Linked DNA regions of Mus musculus: all the other regions are linked to region 5. The links are chromatin contacts, called in public ChIA-PET, Micro-C and promoter capture Hi-C maps. All regions are on one chromosome and are shown on one strand. The core of a region is the stretch at or near the end of the contact, and the rest is flanking DNA. Distances in the headings are between cores, read along the strand shown. Region 1 has its middle 21 kb from the start of n-TGccc3. Region 2 holds the start of Rragd (Ras-related GTP binding D). Region 3 has its middle 8.7 kb from the start of n-TGccc3. Region 4 overlaps Ankrd6 (ankyrin repeat domain 6). Region 5 holds the start of Casp8ap2 (caspase 8 associated protein 2). Region 6 overlaps Gm42266 (a long non-coding RNA gene).

The links. Promoter capture Hi-C pulls out the DNA fragments that hold promoters and counts their contacts. A called contact is a pair of places that touch in the nucleus more often than the background predicts. ChIA-PET counts read pairs in DNA pulled down with a chosen protein or histone mark.
Region 1: a contact with region 5 is called in an RNA polymerase II ChIA-PET map of memory CD8 T cells, with 139 read pairs. The contact joins the enhancer-like site here to the promoter of Casp8ap2 in region 5. A contact is called at or near these places in 13 of 39 promoter capture datasets (the 3T3-L1 cell line, the C10 cell line, the HPC-7 cell line and 7 more), 3 of 484 Hi-C or Micro-C datasets (CD4 T cells, cortical neurons and embryonic stem cells), 12 of 115 datasets of contacts at active chromatin or transcription factors (the 230-238 cell line, astrocytes, bone marrow-derived macrophages and 7 more) and 4 of 9 other capture datasets (adipose tissue, liver, macrophages and 1 more).
Region 2: a promoter capture Hi-C map of pre-B cells shows a contact between it and region 5. The contact joins the promoter of Rragd here to the promoter of Casp8ap2 in region 5. A contact is called at or near these places in 25 of 39 promoter capture datasets (the 3T3-L1 cell line, 3T3-L1-derived adipocytes, the C10 cell line and 15 more), 3 of 484 Hi-C or Micro-C datasets (all in embryonic stem cells), 13 of 115 datasets of contacts at active chromatin or transcription factors (the 230-238 cell line, astrocytes, bone marrow-derived macrophages and 5 more) and 2 of 9 other capture datasets (embryonic stem cells and liver).
Region 3: a promoter capture Hi-C map of neural stem cells shows a contact between it and region 5. The contact joins the enhancer-like site here to the promoter of Casp8ap2 in region 5. A contact is called at or near these places in 3 of 39 promoter capture datasets (cranial neural crest, liver and neural stem cells), 2 of 115 datasets of contacts at active chromatin or transcription factors (bone marrow-derived macrophages and embryonic forebrain) and 2 of 9 other capture datasets (adipose tissue and liver).
Region 4: a Micro-C map of embryonic stem cells shows a contact between it and region 5, with 2.4 times the contacts expected there. The contact joins the enhancer-like site here to the promoter of Casp8ap2 in region 5. A contact is called at or near these places in 9 of 39 promoter capture datasets (the C10 cell line, the HPC-7 cell line, HPC-7-derived erythroid cells and 7 more), 4 of 484 Hi-C or Micro-C datasets (all in embryonic stem cells), 8 of 115 datasets of contacts at active chromatin or transcription factors (the 230-238 cell line, astrocytes, embryonic stem cells and 1 more) and 1 of 9 other capture datasets (pancreatic islet).
Region 6: a promoter capture Hi-C map of the SN4741 cell line shows a contact between it and region 5, with 2.4 times the contacts expected there. The contact joins the enhancer-like site here to the promoter of Casp8ap2 in region 5. A contact is called at or near these places in 4 of 39 promoter capture datasets (the C10 cell line, the SN4741 cell line and cranial neural crest), 2 of 115 datasets of contacts at active chromatin or transcription factors (the 230-238 cell line and bone marrow-derived macrophages) and 2 of 9 other capture datasets (adipose tissue and liver).

Annotation. Positions count from the first base shown.
Region 1 is chr4:32,249,567-32,253,156 of GRCm38.p6, reverse strand. It overlaps a transcript of Bach2 not described here. Among named protein-coding and RNA genes, the nearest start is that of n-TGccc3, 21 kb to the right of the region's middle. Within about 2 kb of position 2,041, at least 326 of the 459 cell types and tissues checked have an H3K27ac peak or open chromatin away from gene starts, as enhancers often do. A contact at or near this core is called in the 230-238 cell line, adipose tissue, astrocytes and 12 more, where this site is marked.
Region 2 is chr4:32,980,578-32,984,279 of GRCm38.p6, reverse strand. Rragd (Ras-related GTP binding D) reads right to left here and starts at 1,282. Exons shown (of 7, transcript NM_027491.2): 1 at 673-1,282. The coding sequence starts at 817.
Region 3 is chr4:32,219,746-32,223,292 of GRCm38.p6, reverse strand. No RefSeq gene overlaps it. Among named protein-coding and RNA genes, the nearest start is that of n-TGccc3, 8.7 kb to the left of the region's middle. Within about 2 kb of position 2,137, at least 21 of the 459 cell types and tissues checked have an H3K27ac peak or open chromatin away from gene starts, as enhancers often do. A contact at or near this core is called in neural stem cells, where this site is marked.
Region 4 is chr4:32,930,798-32,934,425 of GRCm38.p6, reverse strand. All of the region lies in intron 1 of Ankrd6 (ankyrin repeat domain 6), which reads left to right. Among named protein-coding and RNA genes, the nearest start is that of Ankrd6, 18 kb to the left of the region's middle. Within about 2 kb of position 2,180, at least 44 of the 459 cell types and tissues checked have an H3K27ac peak or open chromatin away from gene starts, as enhancers often do. A contact at or near this core is called in embryonic stem cells, where this site is marked.
Region 5 is chr4:32,613,818-32,617,302 of GRCm38.p6, reverse strand. Casp8ap2 (caspase 8 associated protein 2) reads right to left here and starts at 1,833. Exons shown (of 11, transcript NM_001122978.2): 1 at 1,811-1,833.
Region 6 is chr4:32,174,587-32,178,111 of GRCm38.p6, reverse strand. All of the region lies in intron 1 of Gm42266 (a long non-coding RNA gene), which reads left to right. Among named protein-coding and RNA genes, the nearest start is that of Gm42266, 10 kb to the left of the region's middle. Within about 2 kb of position 1,406, at least 30 of the 459 cell types and tissues checked have an H3K27ac peak or open chromatin away from gene starts, as enhancers often do.

The sequences.
Region 1 (3,590 bases), core at 792-3,291, 360 kb after region 5:
CCAGCACTAGGGAAGCAAAGGTACATAGATATCTGGGTTTGAAGCCAGCCTGGTCTACAGAGCCAGGTCCAGAACAGCCATGGCTACACAGAGCAACCCTGTTTTGAAAAATCACAAAATAAAATTTAAAAAAATTAAAATTAAAAAGAAAAAAGAATTGCCTAGGTCTACAATTAGAATCCTCCATATCTTTCTAAGCAATGAATTTTAAGGAGGTCTAATTTGTGGACAGTCAAGAAAAAGACTCTTGCTGGGCATGGTGGTCCATGCCTTCAATCCACTACTCAGGAGGCAGAAGCAGGAAGATCTCTGTGCCTTCTAGACCAAGTTAGTGTGCATAGCGAGTTTCAAGCAAGCCAGAGCTACAGAACGAGTCCTTTCCTTAAGGAGGGGAGGGGATGCTGCTGCTAACAGCCAACGCAGAATAGAACCCGAAGCTGTAGGCATAGCGGCCAACAGGAATGAAGTCCCCTTCAGCGAACCCCACACCATCTTGAGGACACTCCAGATCCAGCTCCACTCTTCAGAGCGTTCCTTCCCTCCAGTCCTTGCTGTCCCCTCTCTCTGTGCAGCTCAGTCCTTGCCATCCTCTCTCTCTGTGCAGCTCACACCACACTGATCTCTACTGCTCACTCGGGCCCCTGGGCACACACGGCTGTCGTGAAACAGACACAGCATCGTCAACATCAACCACAGCCTGTCTCTAGGTAGCCTGCCATTTACACCGAGTTCTTAACAGAACCGTGGGAGAAGAGCGGGCCTGTAATGCAGACGTTCATTCAAAAGGTAGTTTTAGAATAAACTTGAAAAACTTCAGAACCAAAATATAACTCACAATTTGGGAACCAGTGTGAAGCAGAAATGCACCTGTAGTCTCAGGGCAGGAACAGGTTTTAAGAGCTTTAAATATCTTGCCGAGGCGTCTGTGCTTTTTCTGTGGGCAGAAAAACACAGCAGGTGGAGTTCAGAGTGAGGCCCAAGGAGCCAATTCACTCCCTCCCTCTTCTCCTCGGTGGCCATGTTAGCTAGCGCAACATAGAAAAGCACCAGGAATAAAAGATGCAGAGAGGACCAGAGAGGCATCCCATCAAACCCCAAAGTACCAACAGGTCAGCGTAAGACAAAAGATCCATTGTAAAAGAAGTTTCCAAGAGGCAAGACTGACGTAAAACTTCATTTAATTAAAACAAAAAAAAACCCAGAAAACACAAAAGAAAACAAACAAAAAACCTTCTGTGAGAAGCTGGCAAGAGGCTCAGAGGTTAAAAGCAGGTACCCTAGGGGGCAGTTCTCAGCAGCACCCACCCACCTCACCTGCACACATCCACACACACACATTTACTTACTTATAAATAAAATCCTACTGTGAGTGTTGTATTTATTCATTCATTCATTCATTCATTCATCTCTCATTCAAATACTACTGAATGCTGTATTTCTCTCTCTCTCTCTCTCTCTCTCTCTCTCTCTCTCCCTCCCTCCCTCCCTCCCTCCCTTCCTCCCACCCTCCCTCCCTTCCTCCCACCCTCTTTCCTCCTGTGAGTGCTCTGTGAAGGATTCACTTCCCTGACCAGGCAGAGAAGGTATAAGGCCTGCCCAGCAGCTCAGGACAAAGGGTGGTCTACACATTAAGAGGGAGCAATGGTTAGAAAGCTAAGAGCGCAGGTATGTGAGCAGGCAGGCTCCTCCTGAACCTGGAGAGTCCCTTGTTCTAACTTCAGAGTCTTTGTGGCAAAGCACTGACAGAATGGCCTGCAGCAAAAGCCAACCAAACTAGCCAGAGAACAGGCAAGGCTCCACATGTAGACTGGAGCAAGCTGGTGCTCAGGACAGCGGCAGCCCTGGCCATGGACACAGGCAGCTCGCTTCCTCTCTGTCGGGGCTGACTCTCTTCTGTGAACCCCCTTGTTGGAATCCTTTGGCCATGACTCACAGGGCAATCGGGCTACTCAGCAAGCCCACAGCCCTTCACAATAGACTGTGTAGGAGGCGCCCAGCTCCCGGTGGCCTGTGGTCTGTTCAGTTTTTTCCTTTCTGCATTCTGGGAGGATCTGCTTTTCAGCCACACTTCCCTCAAAACACAGCCCTGGAGGCAACGCTTAGTGCACAGATTTCTGAGCGATGAAATAATCCACTTTGCTTTCTTAGTCAGAGCGAAACTAAAAACAGTAAGACGAAAAAACAATGGGGTCACCATCACACCTACAAAAACACGATTTCATACTCTGGTGACATAAAGAGGTCAGGGGGGAAAAAGCTCAAACTAACATTTTCCAACCTTTCACTGAGAGCAGGGGCTAAAACCGCATGTTTTGAAGGGCTCACGCTGTGTTATTATTAGAAGTCACAATTCTATTGACACTGATGAGTCACCCCTTATCGACAGAAACCAAGACCGTCCGTCAGCATATGCTACAGTCACTGTGGCTTTCTCTTTATTACTGGTCAGAGAGCCCTCCTTTCCTGGAGAAAGCTTCTCCAGGCTAGCAAGAGGCTCTGTCTCAGCCCCTGCTCAGCTTTCCCTGCGCCAGCTCAGCAGCTTTGCATCATCGTCTGGGAGTCTAGGATGATCTGATCAACTCCCGTCCACAAAAGGAAGTTTATGTAGCGACCTCAGAAAAAACAGCATTTCACACTTTCTGACGAAAAACCCAAACCGGAGCTATGTAAACAAAACAGGCAGAGGGAGTCAGCTAAGTCAGGTGACAGCATCTTCCTGACCCCAGGCTAGGCGCTTTGTTTTTGTTTTCACATCAATAGCCAGCAACAGATATAAACAAAGGCTGTGGTCACCAGGGGACGACTTCACTTGCTAGTCACACCCCCTTACTGGCCCTGCCTCCTGTTTCTGCTGCCCACAGAGGGAGAAATGGGCCAAGTGTCTGTAATGCCAAGGAAGTCCACTTCAAGTTTTAAAAAGTCCTTGAGGGGGTGCTAAGTCGTTAACAGCAGAATCTCTCCTTACCCATTTGTCTGGGTTTGAAGATTCCCAAAACAATAAAGTGAAAGCCAATTCTTCCAGAAATGAGGTTGTGCCCTATGCTGTCCCTGTAGAGGCAGACATGTGCCTGCTTTTCCTACCAGCCAGAGGCTGTGCTGGGGAGACAGAGGGAAGAAGAACCCAGCCAGTTCACAGTGATCACAGACCCAATGACAGCCGACCTCCCACCCTCCCCAGGCCATGCTGGTCCTAAGCACCGCAGGCAGAGCAGCCAAGGGAGCCCCACAGCCCCGGCACATGAGTCAGCAAGGGGACTGCTGACTGCGCAGCACTGTGGCATGTACAATGCAGGGTGCAACAAAACCGGGACACACAAGAATCTCTGCACGCATGCACGCGCACGCGCGTGCGCGCGCACACACACACACAGACACACACACACACACAGACACAGAGACACACACACAGATACAGAGACACAGACACACACACACAGACACACACACACACACACAGACACACACACACAGACACACACACACACAGACACACATACACAGACACACACACACACAGACACACACACACAGAGACACACACACACAGAGACACAGACACACACACACACCACCGCCGCCCACTTATTACT
Region 2 (3,702 bases), core at 33-2,532, 370 kb before region 5:
ATTCCTCGGTTTCTTTAGTGTGAGACACTAAAGAGATTAATCCTTTCTCTGGGATATTTACAACTCGGAGAACGTTAACAGCCCCGTTCAACTGACCTTTTAAAGTGACCTTCCGCTTTTGTGGGGAAAAAAAATTTTTTTAAATTAAAGAAAAACATTCTGGAATCCTAAACTCAACTTCTTTGTTGTGTCCCGGGAATGAAATGCAAGCAGCCCCCAATCCGAAAGGCTAACTTCAGCTCCTTCGGCAACAACAAACAGTTGGCTTCAGCGGCCAAGGATTGCTCGCCAGGCGCCCACCCCCGGGTGCGACACGAGATGCATTCAGGGTGTCTGGGGACCTAGAACCCCGCGGTCTCCCGGGAGACGCGGATACCACCTGCAGCGCGGGCCCCGCCCCAGCGCCCCGGTCCCACGCCGCAGACCCTCCCGCGGCCACGGCGGGGAAGAATGACACGCGCAGCTGTGGGCGACCCAGCCGGCACGCTGCCGCCAGCTGCTTCTTTTAGCTCGACATCCGACCCTGCTCCCCGCCGCCGTCTGCAGCCCGGCCGCTCCCCTCCCCCACCGCAGCGCCCCGGACCCGCGCGTCCCGCATCCCCCCCACCCCCAACACACACACACACATCGCTCCCAGGGCGGGGACCGCGAGCGCTCGGCCGGTTGGCTCACCTCCCTCCTCCGGCCCGCTGTCCAGCTCGGCGTCCGAGGACTCGGGCCCATCCTCGTAGCCCGCCAGCCCCACCAGCTCATCCTCCTCCTCGTCCTCGCCGCCGTCCTCACCCTGCGGCTGCGGCTTGCCCAGCACTTGGCTCATCACGCCCACGCTTGCCTCCAAGGTCCCGCGTGGGCCGAGTGGCCCGCAGCGCCCTGGGGCCGCGCCTGGTGAGCAAGGGGGTGGCAGTGGAGCCCAGCCCCCTCCCTGCCGCTGCTGCCCGAGAAGCCAGCCGGAGCGCGGCAGTTCTCCCCGGGAGCGCGAGGGAGTGACTGCGTGACCCGAGTCACCTGACGCTTGTCACACACACACACACACACACACACACACACACACACACACACACACACGCAGCACCACCGGGCGCGCGCTCGCCGGCCGCAGCCACCGCTTGCTCGGCCACACACGTTCTCCCCCTAGAGAGAATTCGGGTGTCCAGAGCGCACTGGCCACCGCCCTCGGGGACTTCTGCTCGCTTTCTCTGCAAGCGTGGCCCGGGGACCACCCGGACCCTGCCGCCTGCTTTCTGCAGTGCCCCTGGCTTGTGCTGCGGTCTTCAGGCTTTCTACCCACACCCTACCCACCTCCACCCCACCCACCTCCACCCCACCCCAGTCTACCCCACCCCCACTAGGCTGCCCCTCAACTGTGCGGTACTCAGGCCCCACCCCCACCGCCACTCCAGCCTGCGGGAGCTGGGAGAAGTGCACAGTGGTGGGGTAGTTTCCATAGCAGCTGCCTCCTAAAGTGCCTTTTAGTTCAAAGGATTTCCCAGCAAGAATACTCCAAACTGTGGTCTACGTAGACATGTTTCCGGAGAAGTCACATGTCTCGTGATTTATATATAAACATGCTATACTAAATGATTCCTTTGCAACCTTCGGGAAAACCTAAAGTGTATAACGCCCTCGGGGCTTCTTATGCCCCAACTGCTATTGTCTCATTGGTGTAGTCCCACGTGTTTTAGGGCTTTTGTGGGAGGTGAGGGGCAGCTCTCAGATTGGAATAGAAGCGATGTGGGATGAGGAGGTGCTCTCCTCCTTCGCCAGCTGCTCAGCACAGTGTGAGCACCCTTTTCTGGGGTGGGGGGTGAGGGAGAGAAGAGGAGGGAGGGAGGGAGGGGGAGAGGGAGAGAGAGAGGGAGAGAGAGAGAGGGAGAGAGAGAGAGAGAGAGAGAGAGAGAGAGAGAGAGAGAGAGAGAGAGAGAGGAGAAAGTCACGTGCATAAACTTCCTTCAGTTAAACAGCGGGCCAGCAAGGTGATCCGGATCCTGCAGGTGCCAGCAGCTCAGCAGGTGGGGAGAAAGGCAGCTCAGCCTGGACACTTGCGGCCCGGGACAGGGCTTCCTAGGGGTCCTCGGAAAAATCTGGGTAGGAATAGGGTTACTAATCCGTGACGCATGTCCTGGATTTCTTCTAACTGGGTGGCTGCTTTCAACAGGAAAGCTTCTCCAAGGAGAGGCAGTAGAACTCTTGTCTGCATGGTCAAGGTCGTTCCTATGCCACATACAAAGATGTGAACTGAAAAAGGCTTTTGAGCGAAGAAACAGTTTTGCAGATATATAAGCAGCAGAATTTAGGGAGTACAGTCAAAGATTATCAGGTGGGAAGCTCACACCACCTCCAAATTTAGTGGGAGGAAGTGAAGGGAGCCAGTTCTGTAGAGCAGCCAGGTAGCAGCACCCCCACACCACCCCACATCCCCGCCCCCACCCTCCCCACCCTCTGGCCAAGCAGATAACAGAAGAGGGCCCTGGCTGCTTTCCTTCTTCCTATCTCTGTGTGGTCTCCTGGGAATGACTGCCATTGGTCCAACACACCCAGAAACCCGTGGGCAAAGGAAGACTGAAACCAAGTGGAGGCCAAAGGGTGGATGGAGAAAGCCGACTCTCGTTACTCTCCCCACCGGAAGGAAGCAGCCTTTTCTGACCCTCATGAGAACACCTTTACCACAGAGTTGGTAGACGTTTCAAATGAGCCATGACTCTCAGGTGCTCTCAGAACTCATTTCTCACTGGCGATTTTACTTCTATAGCGAAGAGAGTGGGCTTTGTGGCTCATCCGGTTGGTAGTTTTTGTCTCTCCAGCGCCTTGTCAAACCCCATGTGCTGGGCAGCAGCAACTTAATGAGATTGAGGGCAGCTTGAAATCCTTGAATCTCTGCAGGAAGCGGCCTGGGGAGGAAGGGACATTTCCCCAGAGTAGCTGTAAGGCTTTGCGGCTGTCCCAAAGCCAGCTTGCTAGTCTGTGGGGAGGTCTCTAAACTGGCCTATTTCAAGCATCAGAGAGGTCCTTGGGACACCAGGAGATGGCTGCCTAGCAACAGCTCAGATTCAAACATGACTACTGAGCAAGGATGTCTGGTGAACCCAGAGGGGGTCTTCCAGAGAGGACAGTTCACAACTCAACACCCTCACACACAGAAAAGATGAAAATGTCTGGTGATTCTCTAACATCAAGGAGAGAGTTACTATGTGTGTATATATCCATGTATGTATATATGTATTGGATTCGTGTGATTGTTTTTGCCTACGTGTATGTGTACCCCCTGAATGCAGTTCCCACAGAGACCAGAAGAGAGTGTCGAATCCTCTGGAACTGGAGTCATAGATGATTGTTAGCTAACACCAGGTTAGGCACTGGAAACGGAGCTAAGGTCCTGTGAAAGAGTAGTCAGTACTCTTAACCACCGAGCCATCTCTCCAGCACCAAGAAGAGAGCCTTCAATGGGAATCCCAGCAACAGATCAAAATGCCATGATTTGTCTGAGAATCGGTCATTCTTGAGAATAAAGTGGATCAACAACCATGTCTTATGTTAGGGAGATAGGCAGATCTCAGCAACCTGGGGAGCATCTAAAAGACCTCTAGTCTTTTAGGGACTTTGGCTCAGGTCAAACCATGGTCATGGCTTTAAAGCAGAAAAGAATTACAGGACTATCAATCAGATAGGAAGGAGAGTTAGGGAAGGACAAGAAGCAGAGTCTCA
Region 3 (3,547 bases), core at 888-3,387, 390 kb after region 5:
GTGGGTATAAGCAAGCCATAGCAGGTTCTCCCTGGCTTGAGCAGAGGCATGGGGCTAGACTGGATGGCACTAGACACAGCCTGTCTCTTGAACACATGGCAGGTTTCGGTGAAGTGCAGCATTGGTGCACAGTGATAAAGACAGTGAGCCCCTTCCCACGGGCTATGAACAGCAATACCCAGAGCTTTGTGTTGACGTTGTTCCATTTTCCTCTGCGTTGCTATTGTTCCCAAGGAGGTGTTTGGAATGTGTGAACAAGGTGGCTTCAGGCACCTATGGATCCATAGGCTCTCCATATCCTCTGGGGAGATGCCGCTTTCTTCCCCAGGACACATAGCTGAAAGCCCTGGGGAGGTCTCTGCTCAGTAGCAGTGGATTGTGAGCCACGGCTTGCACTCATCACTGGGAAACGGGAGTTCAGGACTAACACAGTCCTATCTTAAAGGGAGAGAGGGCTAAAGCAGGACAGCATCCTATGCTTACCTCCTGGATCTACACCTGACAGGATATCAGTTCTGGAGAAGATCTTCATATAGTCTAGGGACAGTCCTGCTTTCCCGAATTCGCTGTGCTCACATACAAAACCACCCACTGCCTTCCCCCAGGGTTAAGGCATCTTGCATCTTCTGTAGACAGAACTCCTCAAGCAGGCCAGTGTCTAGAGACAGACAACCTTGAATGCTGGACATCATGCTTGCCTTCAATGTCTAACGGGGAAAAGCATGCATCGCTTTTGAGCACTGAAATGCTGGGATTTCTCGGGTCAGGAGAATGAATCTGGAAGGAGGCGCAGGATGGATGAAGAGAGCAGGAAACAAGATGGGAGAAGCCGCCGGCAGGCACTGTCTGGCCAGGCGGGGTCAGAGCTGAGAAGAACTGATGGCTCTCTGGGCAGTGCCATCCTTCAGGACTTGGGAGATGATTTGGAGATGGGGCTCTACAAAAGGGAGAGAATCCTTTACAACACAACCCTTCAGCTTTAGAACTGACCAAGGAGGGGGAAGACTGGGCTCAGCGTGTTACAAGACTTTAAAATGAGGGATCTAGAACCCAGGTGGTAGGGCAGACCGAGCTGGAGATAGCAAGCTGTGAACAAAGCTACTTTGAAAACATCGCAACAGGGGATTCTGTCCTGCCAGGAAATACTGGAGGAGATACTGGAGGAGAGAAAGGTGCCCTCTCATCACGCTAAAGCTTAGGAGCAAACCCCCAATTCTCCCCTCCACACCTCCCCTGCATTTCACCTTCTTGTCTTAACCACTGTTTCTACCTCAGACGTTAGCTTGAACCTGGCCACTACCACCATTTCCCCAGTCCTTACCTTACTGCAAACTGTGTGTTGTCCTCCTGAATGTCACAGTCTGTGCCTCCATTCCTGCCACCCAGAACTGTCTCGCACGGCAAGAGGAAGGTTTTCTTTAAGTGTTTAAGTTTCTTTAAAAACCCTCCTAATGGCTCATGTCAGGTTAAACTAAGACCCCAGCATCGTCTTCCCATCAGTACAGCCTCCTCACAGACGCTTGCCTAGGCTCCATCTCAGGTCTCAGCTGTTTGTCACGGATCCATCACACTTTTCCCTTAGCCCCGTGGCCTTGCCACATCCTGCATCACTTCTGCTGAGCTTCCTTTGTGCCCAAGATCTTCTTCCTCTCTGCTCTCCTATCTCTCCAGCTTAGGCTTCTGCTCTTCATCCTCCTGCCCGCCCCCAACCCGCAACAACACAGGGTGATTTTAATGTCTCAAGACTCATCCTGTAATGACACAGGCCTGTTTGCCCTCTCTCACTCTCCTACGCTGAAACAAGATACTGAACAAGGAACCAAGGAGCAAGACTCAGGAAATGTCCCTGGGCCCAACTTACACTGAGATTTTGTCCTGCCAGGAAATTCAGGGAGGGAAGAAAGGTGCTCTCATCAGGCTAACACTTAGGAGTGGACCCCGATTCAACAGCATACACTCCCTTTTAAAATGTGTCCAAATTTTAGAAGGATAGACTCTCATTAGCTGCTTTTCTTGGTGCTGTGACAGGGTAACTTAGGGATGGGAGGGTTGACTCATGATCTGAGAGAGACAGTATTTCATGGCATCGGGACAGGGCCTCAGATGCTCACATCAGACGCCAGGAGTCGGAGAGAGATGAATGCTGGTGTGCAGCCAGCTTTCTCCTTTTTTGTGCATTCCAGCAGGATGATGCTACCAGTCCATGTTCAGGGTAGTTCTTCCTTCTTCGGTTAAACTCCTCTGGAACCTCTTAACCACACTTGGAGGTGTGACCTCAAGTGTGACCTCTAGATGGTTTCAAATGCTGTCAGCCTGATGAAATTTACCGTCATAATAAAATAATACTAAAAACTAAATTTATTTTTTAAGACTTATTTTAGTCTTAATGCTCTGTCTGTGTGTGCGCGCGCGCGAGTGCGTGAGCGTGCGCACGTGCCACACACAAATCCCTTTCTTAGAGACCAGAAGATGGTGTTCTCTAATGGTAGAGTGACAGATAACTATGAGCCACCCAACCTGGGATTTGTGGACTGATTGAATTCTGGTTTCCTGTAAGAGTAATATAAACTCTTAACACTGAGCCCTGAACTTTTTTTTTTTAAGTTAAGCTATTCAGAATTCTTTCTTTGACAAAATGATTCATCTAGAAAGTTCAGAAAAATACTTTTTTAATATATGCAAAGTTTGCGATTTTATTTCCAACATTCGGTTCGCAGCCTCAAGGATAGATACATCAGCTGTGGGAAACAAAGAATGTCTGTGTTACTCCTATGTCGTGACAGTGAAATTGAGGCATAAAGCCTTCCAGGGGATGAAATGAGCACCTACAATAGAGTCAAGGTTAGAAACCAGAAAATATTAGCATCCAGTATTTGCTGGAGTCAAAGACTACTGCAGCCTCCCAAGGATTTCCTCTTTAAAAGGAGACAAACCCCTCCCACTCTCTTCCAGCCCTGAAGCAGCCTGAGTGGTATGTAAGCTTCCAGAGGCTTTCTTCAGCAGCAACATGGGGAGAGTGAGTTCCAGGTGGCTCCTTCTAATAGCCCTCCTTGGGCAGCTCTAATAGTCAGGCTGGACTGCACCACGTCGCTTTCCACAAAACATTGTGCTTTAGCCTGCGCAAACAGGCAGAGTCGGCAGCAGACTTGCATTTTAGTGTAACTTAGAAAAGCAAATAACAGATATATATTTTTTTTTCAATAAAAAAGGAAATGAAATTAAAAACAAGGCCAGTTTCATCTACCAGACTTGCCATGACAAGCTTGGCCGGGGTGAATTTGGTTCCAGTTCAACAGCCTCAGCTACAAAAGCAGCCGGGCACATGGAGACGGTTGTGACTGCTCCAGTCCCTGGGCTTCAGCTGGGCTCCGGGTTGTTTTAAAGGGAGTTTTATATGAACAGGTTTCTGCTTCTGTTAACAGGGCTTTCTGTAGATACAGATCTAACTGATGCTAACCAAGATAGTGGCATAAACCTCAATACTTAGAAATCCTGAAACCAAAATCTAGACCCAAGCGCTATCGAAATACGACCTGACCACTGCATT
Region 4 (3,628 bases), core at 931-3,430, 320 kb before region 5:
ACTGCTCTTCCAGAGGTCCTGTGTTCAATTCTCAGCAACCCCATGGTGGCTCACAACCATCTGTAATGGGAATGGACGCCATCTTCTGGTGTGTCTGAAGACAGCTACAGTGTACTCATATAAATAAATAAATCTTGAAGCTTTTCTCTTGCTTTCAGGCAAATCTTAAAGTGTAACAGCTGTGAGCCCACCCAGTCCACTCAGTGCTGATGGAGTCCTCGAAGCAGTGGGCCTCACATTCCGCCTTCCTTCCTTCCTTCCTTCCTTCCTTCCTTCCTTCCTTCCTTCCTCAGCTTACCCCAATAGACACTACTGATGAGCAGAGATGCCTCCATAAATCATAGGTGCCCGTGGTCATCACGTGGGTTTTCCCCACCTGCCCTGGGACAAGCCTGGAGCCATGTGCATACCAGCAAACACTCTGCTACTGAGCTCCACCCAGCCTTTCCAACTCCTCTTTTGTTGTATTTTCTGAGTTGGGTGGGTGGGTGATGTAGATATCTCAGTTTACCAAAGCGTTCAGTAGTCCCTTGTTCTCAGCATCCTGACCAGTTAGTTGTGAGCCACTGCCCACTACAAAAGAATCTTCTCCAGAGCTAGGTGGACAGACAGACACATCATGTCTACCTAGAAGAACGTAGCTTCTCTGCTAAGGCTATGACCTCCCCAGCCAGGGGCTTTGACCATGTACAGAACCATGTGAGCTGTATCCTTTAGAGCAGGCGTCACATTTAATCAGAAAGTGGTTGGTTACCCCGTACCAGACTTACCATGACTGCACCAGTGGGCACATCTTGCTTGACACTTTGGTCGTAAGTAAGCATGCAGGGGCCATAGCTTGGTGAGATTGTCAATGTTCTGTTTCCCCCAACAGCCTTGCATTAGTAACTCAAGCCTATGAAGGCTCGCTCTCTGGCTGAGCCTCCAGCCCCGTTCCAGCTTGATTTCTCTATGTGCTGTGACAAGAACAAGCGCCTTCTTCGGCAGTAGGGTCTTACCATCTAGTGCCACACCAGTGGCGGGTGCCTTTATTGCTTTGGGGACTTCAGATCTGGATGATTTTTACTTAGTCTAGTTAAATAGTTTGTATCACCTATAATCTTTCATCTAAAAGCAAGACGCTGCTTCAGGGAAACATCTAAAAGCTTTGTCAATCTGCAGAAATCAAGTCCCCACTAATATCCTTTATTAACACTTAAGATGTGCTAGTACATGGGTAAGATGTTGTCTTTTGAACTTGGAATTTTGTTCCAAATTTTTCAAATTTTATTTTTCTGAATGACTACGGCTTTTCTAGGTAACCTATAGTGTTTCCCTGTCCATATACATTTTTTTGTTTGGTTTTTTTGTTTTTTGAGACAGGGTTTCTCTGTGTAGCCCTGGCTGTCCTGGAACTCACTCTGTAGACCAGGCTGGCCTCGAACTCAGAAATCTGCCTGCCTCTGCCTCCCAAGTGCTGGGATCAAAGGCGTGCGCCACCACGCCTGGCTACATTTTTAAAATCATATTTTGAGGAGTTTGATGGTTTTTTAAGACGTAGCGTGTAATTTTGTAAAAATTTTTCTTTAAACGTTGTTTCTTCCTGATTGCCCCTTCTTAGCATGTTCCTACCCACATCCCACCCCCTCTCCCCGTAGTTAAACATTTATTTATTTCACTTTAAGAAAAATGATTATTGTCTAGGACTTACTTGTCTTTCCTAATGAGGCCCTGGTGCTGCCCCCTGGGCTTTGTGTTTTCTTTAGAACTGATAATTACCTCTGCGCGCCTGTACTCAGCCCAGAAGTCAATTGCAGAGGGAGAAGAGGATGCACAGGAAACGTCCATTTATAATGTGTGCTGTGTGAGTAAAGTTCATGATGCTAAAATAGCATAGAACAACATCAGGCAGTCAGGTCGACCCTGTCTTGACGCAGGCACACAGATGCGGTAGCTGCCAGGCTTTAAATACTCCGTGTGGTACTATTTCAAAGCCCAAGGGTTTCTGTTGCTCTGATGAGACGCCGTGACCAAAAGCCACTGTGGAAAGAAAGGGTTTATTCCTTCTTACTGCTCTCAGGTCACAGTCATCACTGAGTGAAGTCAGGACAGGAATTCAAGACAGAAATCAAGGCAGGAAGTGAAGCAGAGGCCACGCCCACTGGCTTGCTCAGCTTGCTTTCTAAAGCCCTCTGACCCAGGGGCGGCACCACCCACCGTGATCTCAGTCCTCCCACTTCAATCATCAAGAAAATGCACCGCAGTCTTGCCTACAGACCAATCGGGTAAGAGCATCGTCTCAGATGAGCTTCTCCCTCCCAAAATGACTCTGGCTTGTGTCAGGTTGACGTAAAGTTTGCCAGCACAGTCTTGTTTACTGCCAGCATTTTGATTCACAACTTGGCCCTTATCTGGGTCATATTTTTAAAAAAAAATGATTTGTTATTATTTCGAACTGTGTATGGACGTGGGTATCTGCACGTGGGTATCTGCACAAGAATGCAGGTGCTTTTAGAGGCCAAAGGCATCAGATCCCAGGAGCTGGAATTACAGATGGCGGTGAGCTGCCTGAAGTGCGTTCTGGGAACCAAGCGCTGGTGCTCTGGGAGAGAGCCAGTACTCAGCCTCTGAGCCATCTTTCTAGTCCCCCCAAATTAATATATGCATGTATCTCCAGTCCCCCCTCAAATTAATGTGTACATGTATGCACCACTTGTACGGATGGTGTCCACAGAGACCCAAAGAGGGCCTTGGATCCCCTGGAGCTGGAGTTACAAACAGTGGTGAGCCACCCTATGGGTGGTGGGAATTGGAAGAACAGTCAGTGCTTTTAACCACTGAGCCATCCCTCCAGTGGTTTTTGTTTGATTGTTTGGTTGAGTTTGTTGTTGTTGTTGTTGTTGTTGTTGTTTGATTGAGGCTTCCCTGCTTCCAGAGTCACGCCTCTTCAACCCTAAGTCCAGCCAGTAGTCACTGGATCCTACGTATGGGGGCTGTAAGAGCAAGACAAGCAGCGTTCATTCGTGGTCTCTGCTTTAGTTCATGTCTCTAGGTTCTTGCCTTGAGTTGCTACTTTAGTTTCCCTGTAACCTGTAAGCCAAGAGCTAAAAATAAAAAATAAAAATAAATAAAGATTAAAATAAAAAACCTCTTGCCTCACTCAAATTGCTTTTGATCATTGTTTTATCACAGCAACAGGGATGAAAACTAGGATACCACCCATTCCTGAGCAGAAAAATGGGAGGCGCCTCCCTGGAGGAAGGTCATGTCTGCTCCCCAGCATCTACTTCCTTAACGGACTGACCTGCTCTGTGGGCCTGAGCAAGCTGTTTGTACTTTTTTTTAATTCACTGGACTCTCTCTCTCTCTCCCTCCCTCCCTCCCTCCCTCCCTCCCTTCCATCTTCCTTCCTTCCTTTCTCCCCCCCCCCCCTTAATTTTTCTCCCAAGCTCCTTGTAGCCCGGGCTGTCCTAGACCTCACTTTTGCTGGCCTTGAACTCAGAGACCACCGCCTCTGCCTCCTCAGTGCACACCCGCGTGTGTAATCGGGTGTATGGATATACTGGTACCTGCGGAGGCTGGAAGCTGCATGCCACCACCTCCTGGCTTAGAGTTTCTTTTAAATCAGAAACTTCAGAGTAGATTTTCT
Region 5 (3,485 bases), core at 584-3,083:
AGGACTCAGGCAGTAAGCTTCGGAAATGACAATTACATCAGGTGATTAAAGTTACATTTAAATTCAACTCTACATTCCCGTGGGATTTGAGAAAACACGTCCACCTTGCTGACAGTACAGGCCCAGGTTGGACAAGGGTCATCTGTTTTGTTCCCCACCATCATCAGCTCTTAGCACTGTCTGGCATAGCGGTTAGTAGTTAGTAAGTAATAAAATAATTTGTTAAGCTAATGAAATGCCAAATTAGTTAAAGATGATTCCGAAATTTCTACCTCTGATAAGGTGGAAGGCATTCTTTTAATGGTAATGGAGAAATAAAGAAGACCCGGTGAATCACTTGTACAACAATCAGGTGAAAATGTCGGTCTGGGTTAGAAATAGAGTTGGATCCCTAACAGATTTTTCTTAAAAGAAAAGGAGAGTTAAGATGATTTGGGGCTCATTAGCATCATGGTGACAGGTATATTAAAAAAAAAATTACAAGTCAGTGAGTCTCCCAGGGTGGGAAGATAGGAGAAGAAAGAGAGAGAGAGAATATGAAAGGTAGAGGAGTGAGAGAGATCTTTCTATACTTCTTCTCATCTCCCATCTGAGTTACTACTGAGAGGAGTGGTACACCTTTGAAACATGCAGAGGCCAAGTTTTAAAAACCAAGAAGCTAATGATTGATTAATAACAGCTGCTGGGCTAGGAAGGTTGCTCAGTAGTGTGCAGTCCTCACAGCTTTGAAAAGGCCAGTCCCTAGCACCAAAATGTTCTTTAAAAATTTTACAGGTTGATAACCATTATCTGGAAGGATAAACAGCTTCAACAGATTCATAAGCAAATGCATAGAGAAAGGGGTCATCTAATCTTTTCTGAAAGCAGTATGAAGTTCAAATTTTTCAATACACAAAAGCATACATTTGTAGAAGGAAAACAACCAGGCAAAAGCTAAGAGGCAAATCTCACTCTAGGTTCTGAGGATGAGACAGGCATGAAAAGCAGCATACATTACACAAGTCAAGTATTGATATAAGTGCGCTAAGTACTCCTTTAAATTATCCTGAAGCTCCTATCAAGTCTATATTATTCCTTATCCCGTCTAAATAGATGAGGAACCTAACAGAGCCAATTAGAAAATCTGCTGCAGCCAACAGCTAGAAAGTGGAGAGCTGGGATAAATTCCAGTCAGATGTCAAAAATCAAAAACACCCCTTAAAACATAAATCTCTGGACATATCCCGTAAGATGGCAGGAAATACTATGGAAAAAAAATAATTTGGGGTATGGTAACAGAGCCAAGAAGTCTTGCCTAGTGGCCTAGTCCCTTCCAAGGCGGGGTTGAAGCTCATAGGAGAAAGGCCTTCAGCGAGAAGTTTGGTGTTGGTGTGGCGAGAAAAGACCGCCAAGAGGATCCTTGAAGCACTAATGCTTCCTGAGAATTCTACATTCCCATGTCAGGGATGGTTCGAGGCGCTGCGGAGAGCACATAAACAACTTCTTCTCTCAAGCTTTCAGCTTGGGAAACTGCCCCTGTCACTGATCGCCCGACCCTCGGGACAGCCCCTTCTCCACACTCACCGAGAGCTCGGCAGTAGGGACTTGGGAGACACGGGTGGGGGAGGGGAGGGGCGCGCTGTAGACCCGGCGATGTTCCGGGTGCTCGCCCCAGCGCCCCCCGAGACGCTCCGAGGGGCGCTCCCCGAGGACGGCAGCTGGCTCCTCGAGGCCCAGCCAGGCACAACCCTTCGCCCAGAGCGTAAGCCATCCCAGGCGGCACCCCGCTGCCTCTCCCCAGCAGCCCCGCGACAGGCCCTCAGGAACTTACCCGGCCGGCCAGCCCCGCACAGCGGCCGCTGTCCGGACGCCAGGCGCTCCGCCGTCTCCACCAATCGCAGCTCACGGTAAGGACGCCAGGGCGGGACCGAGCGCCGACAACCAATTAGATAAGACGCAAAGCACGTCTCGGCGCACACAGCCAGTTCCCGCCATTGAAGGCGGAAAAAAAGATTCCAGTTGGCGCCAAACTCTGGTACTTACTCTTCTGTGGCTCCGAAGGGAAGTGGGCGGGCCGTGACCTCAGTGACAACGGGGCGGGGTTTCTCCGCGGAAAAGACGTCACCAGAGCGGAAGTGGGGCGGGTCTGGGAGACGCTAATGAAAGGGAAAGTAAAGGTGGAGGCTCCTAGCTGTTTTGGCTGAGAGCAAGTGGAGAAGGCTTGAGGTCTTTAGTGTATAAATTGTGTCAGCTGCGCGCTAGACAGCGCTAAGATCTGACCTTTAAGATGCCATCCTGGATGGTGAACGTAGCGTAGAATTACTAATTCAGCGGGATAGAAGAAGGTTTTTGTTTTTGTTTTTCCGTATTAAACTTTTTTATGTAAAGCCGGGCGTGGTGGCGCACGCCTTTAATCCCAGCACTTGGGAGGCAGAGGCAGGTGGATTTCAGAGTTCGAGGCCAGCCTGGTCTACAGAGTGAGTTCCAGGACAGCCAGTGCTACACAGAGAAACCCTGTCACGAAAAACCAAACCAAAAAAAAAAAAAATATATATATATATATATATATATACATATATATATACAATAAATTATTTTTATCGTTTTTCCCCTACCCGAACGCATCTCTGATCCCACCTCCTTACCCACCGAACTTCATGTTCTCTTTCTCAAAAAAAGAAAGAAAAAAGGAAAAAGAAACAAAAAAGAAACCAGTAAGAAAAAACAAACAAAGCCAAGACAATACAAAACGAAACAAAAAGCTCAGACACAAAAACATGGAATTCAATTTATATTGGTCAACTACTCCTGGGTATTGTCCCTTCCCCAAAGTCTGGCTGATAGACCAGTGCCACTCTACTAAAGAAAACTGCTGTCTCCTTTCTCTGCAGGTTGAATTCAACTGCAAATACCTCCTCAGGCTTGAACCCCAACGGGTCTTATGAGGGTTATCGGCCTCTGCATTCATATATTTATTAGTCCTGTTGTGTCTGTTCCTTGGATGACACAGTTCTTGGAGTCATCCGCCACCTCTGGCTGTTGAGAGTCTCTCTGCCTCCTTTTGGGTAATGGGTCCCTGATCCTTGAGGCAAAGGGTTTGATGAAGGCGTCCCATTTAGGGCTAAGTGCTCCAAAGATTCACTCTCTGCCCATTGTTAGTTGCTTCCTACTGTAAGAAGTTTCTCTGATGAGTCTTGAATAATGCAGTGATTTAGGGGTATAGCGCTATGTCGTGATGAGTATTTTATTGGCCTTTGCAGAATCATAGTAGTAGTTTTACCTCTAGGCTTATGAACTATCTAGTCTCAGGTTCTTGGCCATTTGAGCAGTGTCAGATATGGTCTCACTGAGCAGACCTTAAATCCACACAGAAAATGGTTTGTTATTCCTATAGCATGCACGTCACTATTGCACCAATATGTGCAGGGACCCATGGCGTTGACCTGGCATAGATGCCTTGAGAGTCATGCAGCATAGGTTTCTCAGTTTAGAGTCCATGGCTCCTG
Region 6 (3,525 bases), core at 157-2,656, 440 kb after region 5:
ACACAAAAAAACATCTGGCATTGAAGATACATGACCAGGAAGAATATTAACTCACCTCTTCAGTAGGGACCCATGTCTGTCTGTCTGTCTGTGAAGCATTTCTGGGGGGAACACTGCCAATTGGTGTGTGTGTGTGTGTGTGTGTGTGTGTGTGAGTTTGAATGTGTGTTAGTGTGTGTGAAAATGTGTGTGTGTTTGTATGTGTGTGTGATAGTTTTGTGTGTGTGTAGGTATGTGCGGCATAGTGTGTGTGTGATATATGTGTGCGTATGTATAGTGTGGTGTGTATCTGTGTGTAGTATGCTGTGTGTGTATGTGTGTGTGTATGTGTGTGTGTGTGAGTTTGTATGTGTTTGTATAAAAAATTGTGTGAGTGTTTGTGTGAGTGTGTGTGGGTTTGTATGAGTGTGTGCTGAGTCTGTGGGGGGGTGGTAGTTGTGTATGTGTGTATGTGTGTGTGGTATGATGTATGTGTATGTGTGGTATATATATATGCGTGTGTATGTATAGTGTGGTGTATATGTATATGGTATGCTGTGTGTATGTCTGTGAGCATATGCGATTGTATGGATGTGTGTGTGTGTGTGTGTGTGAGTGTAGGTTTGTATGTGTGTATGTATGAGTCTGTGGCTGTGTGTGTATGTATGTGTGGTATAGTGTATATGTGTGTGTATGTGTGGTGCATATGTATGTGCATGTGTGGTGTATATGATGTGCTGTCTGTGTCTGAGTGTGTGTTGTAGTGCATGTGTGTGTGTGTGTGTGTGTGGTTAATGGGCCCACAACCAAACTTACACAAATTGCCAGAGGCACTAGTTCCTGTCCCCTGATTAGATTAGAGGCTCACTAAGAGAAAGGCGGTGTTCCTGGAGCATCCACAGGGTGAAGTGAGAGGGAGGAAGCCAGTTGAAGCTCTCAAGTGGCAGCTCTGACTTTTCTCTGTGGGAGCAGCTTTTGTGGAAGTCCACCACAACCAAAGGTTTCCTTGCACAGAGATGGATTTTGAGCAAGTTCATTCATTAGGAACACGGGCATCCTCTTAACTTTCTGTTATACTCCTGTATCACTTTAAAGTCTTTCTAGCTCCCTGGGGTTTTAAGTGCAACAAATCCATACACACACAGCTTTTTCCAATATATCCAGAGCCTCAGGCATCATAAAATTTTATAGCAGAAAGTGACCTTGGAAATGATCTATTTCAATGCTTCATTTCACAGATAGGGAAATTGAGTTATCCAGGGGTTAAACGACTTGTCAAAGGTTAGTATTCAGGAAGAGGTAGAAGCAGGGCTTAAACTCATTTCCTGCCCTCCCCCCCCCCTTTGTCTACCAAAATTATGTGAGATGCTCCCAGAGCTAGGCTGTAAACTAACAAAGAAGGATCTTGCTTCAAGTAGAATGCTGAATTGTGAATGGCCTTACTCTCCCTTTGTGCAGGACAGTAGTCTCTGGTATATATTCAAAGCATATGCTAATGACCACTTTTAAATTCTTGGGCAGTTCTTAAATTTCAAAGGACTAAAACAGCTGCCTAAAGAACATAAAGGGAGTAATGTGGGTTCTTTGTGGAAGGGAGAAGAGGTGTGTCCTTAGGTCTACCCTGTGTTCGCTTTGTCCACTTACCAGCCATTAACAAAAGATATTGTCAGATACTAACGCCAAGGGAATGGTTGCCAATGCCAACAGACCTTGTACACTATTCTCTGGAAGATATAATTTATCCATTGGAGAAATAAAGAACTCCTTTTAGATTTCCAGTGCCCATTTCACACATACACAAACACACACACACACACACACACACACACACCACCACCACCACCACCACCACCACCACCACCACCACCACACCACATGGTCTTAGCATTGTCTTTGATTAATTCAGACCCCTTGAAGTTCACGTCGTCTCAAGAGAAATGTGCTTCTTCTTACTGCAGAGGTTAAGTCTAAAGGAAATTGAGTGTGTTTGCTCGATTTTAGTAGTTTGACCTCTGAATATATGGTCAGCCAGACGGGGAGGTGGGAACAGGCCATCCACAAGCTGAATTAAAGCGGAGTCCTGGCATCGCTCAGGAAAGCCTTCCCCCACCTGCTTCTCATTTCCTCTAGTTATTTCTGGTAATGAAGGTTGGAACTGTGGCTATATATTTTGAAGGTCTTGAAGGTCTATATATTTTTCTCTTATACAATATGCTAGTGATTAAGTATATGTCTCTGTCCACAGGAAAAAGACAAGACCTAAATGTTCCTGAAAGAATAGGAAAACCCCTTTAAGGACATTTCCTTAAAGGTTGACCACACCTGCCTTTCGACTTGCCTCGTACAGTTCTGCTTGGAAGTCTGTCTGCCACAGTGCAGTCTTCTGACCTGGCCATTGTCATCTGAGATAATTCTTATTGTTCTGAATGCTGGCTTTGGCCTTCATGATGGGCCAGAATGGCAAAGCGGAATAATAAAATCCACTCATTTTTAAAGACTGTGGGAGATGTCTCAGGGAGATCGAGGGCATTCGGATGAGAAAACAGCCCTTCCTGAACTCATTTTTTGCTCCAGCTTTTAATTCTCCAGTCATCTCCCAGGCAGGAATGATGTCTGTATCAGAAGAACGGAATGCATGCTCAAAAAAAAATCGCCAATTGGAGCCATCCCTTGGGAGCTTTTAGCATAATTTGTGATTGAGTTCAAGCCTGGAATTTGGCCCGGCCCCTAATCAATCCTTAGGTATTTCTGTTCTTTTCAAATTCCTGGGGCAGGCTGCCCATCTTGTTATGGCCTTCACTTGACATTCTGAAGTACAACATATCGATTGTCACTTTGCTCTCCCCCTGTCTGGTAGCTCCGTAGTTTCTCACTGATGAGAGGGGATATGTGATATGTATTCATGCACACAGGAGCTGCATGCTTGGGATTCACATTGGCCTGCATGTCTGTTGTGCCCAGAAATCATGAGAGGCAGTCAGCTCAGCCCCTCCCTGAAATCTGATGTGTATATATTATGAGGAGGAGTGAAGAGGGCACTTGGATCTATGCATCTGCTTGCAATTTCCTAATGGAATCTGGCAGAAGAGCTTTGAGGTAGGATAGGTTCCAGTAAAAAGCGCGTTCACAGAAGCTCGTCCCCCCAGACTTGACACCTATTTGCCCTCCGAGAGCACTGGGGAGATGAATCACGGAATGAGTCAGCGTTGGGTCAGCAAAGACTAATACCCTGATGAGAAGGGGGAGAAGACTCTAATTGTGTCCTTTTTAATCAGAGCATATGCTTAGAGGAAGAATCGAGGTAGGCAAGGTCCTGAAGGGGAAAGCATTTCATTATCAAAGACCAGGACTTCTGTATCATGCTGGGCTTTGGTGCTGTAGTTTGGACGGGGCGAGCTAGAAATTATCTTAAAGCAGAGAGCATGGAGCTGCCACTGAGACTGGAAGAGAATAGATCTGAGGAGTAGCGGTCTTCCATCTCGGAGTACCACTCTTAGGTGTGGAGAGCATCTCGAGGCTAGAAACACAACTGAGAATGCTTTCTCC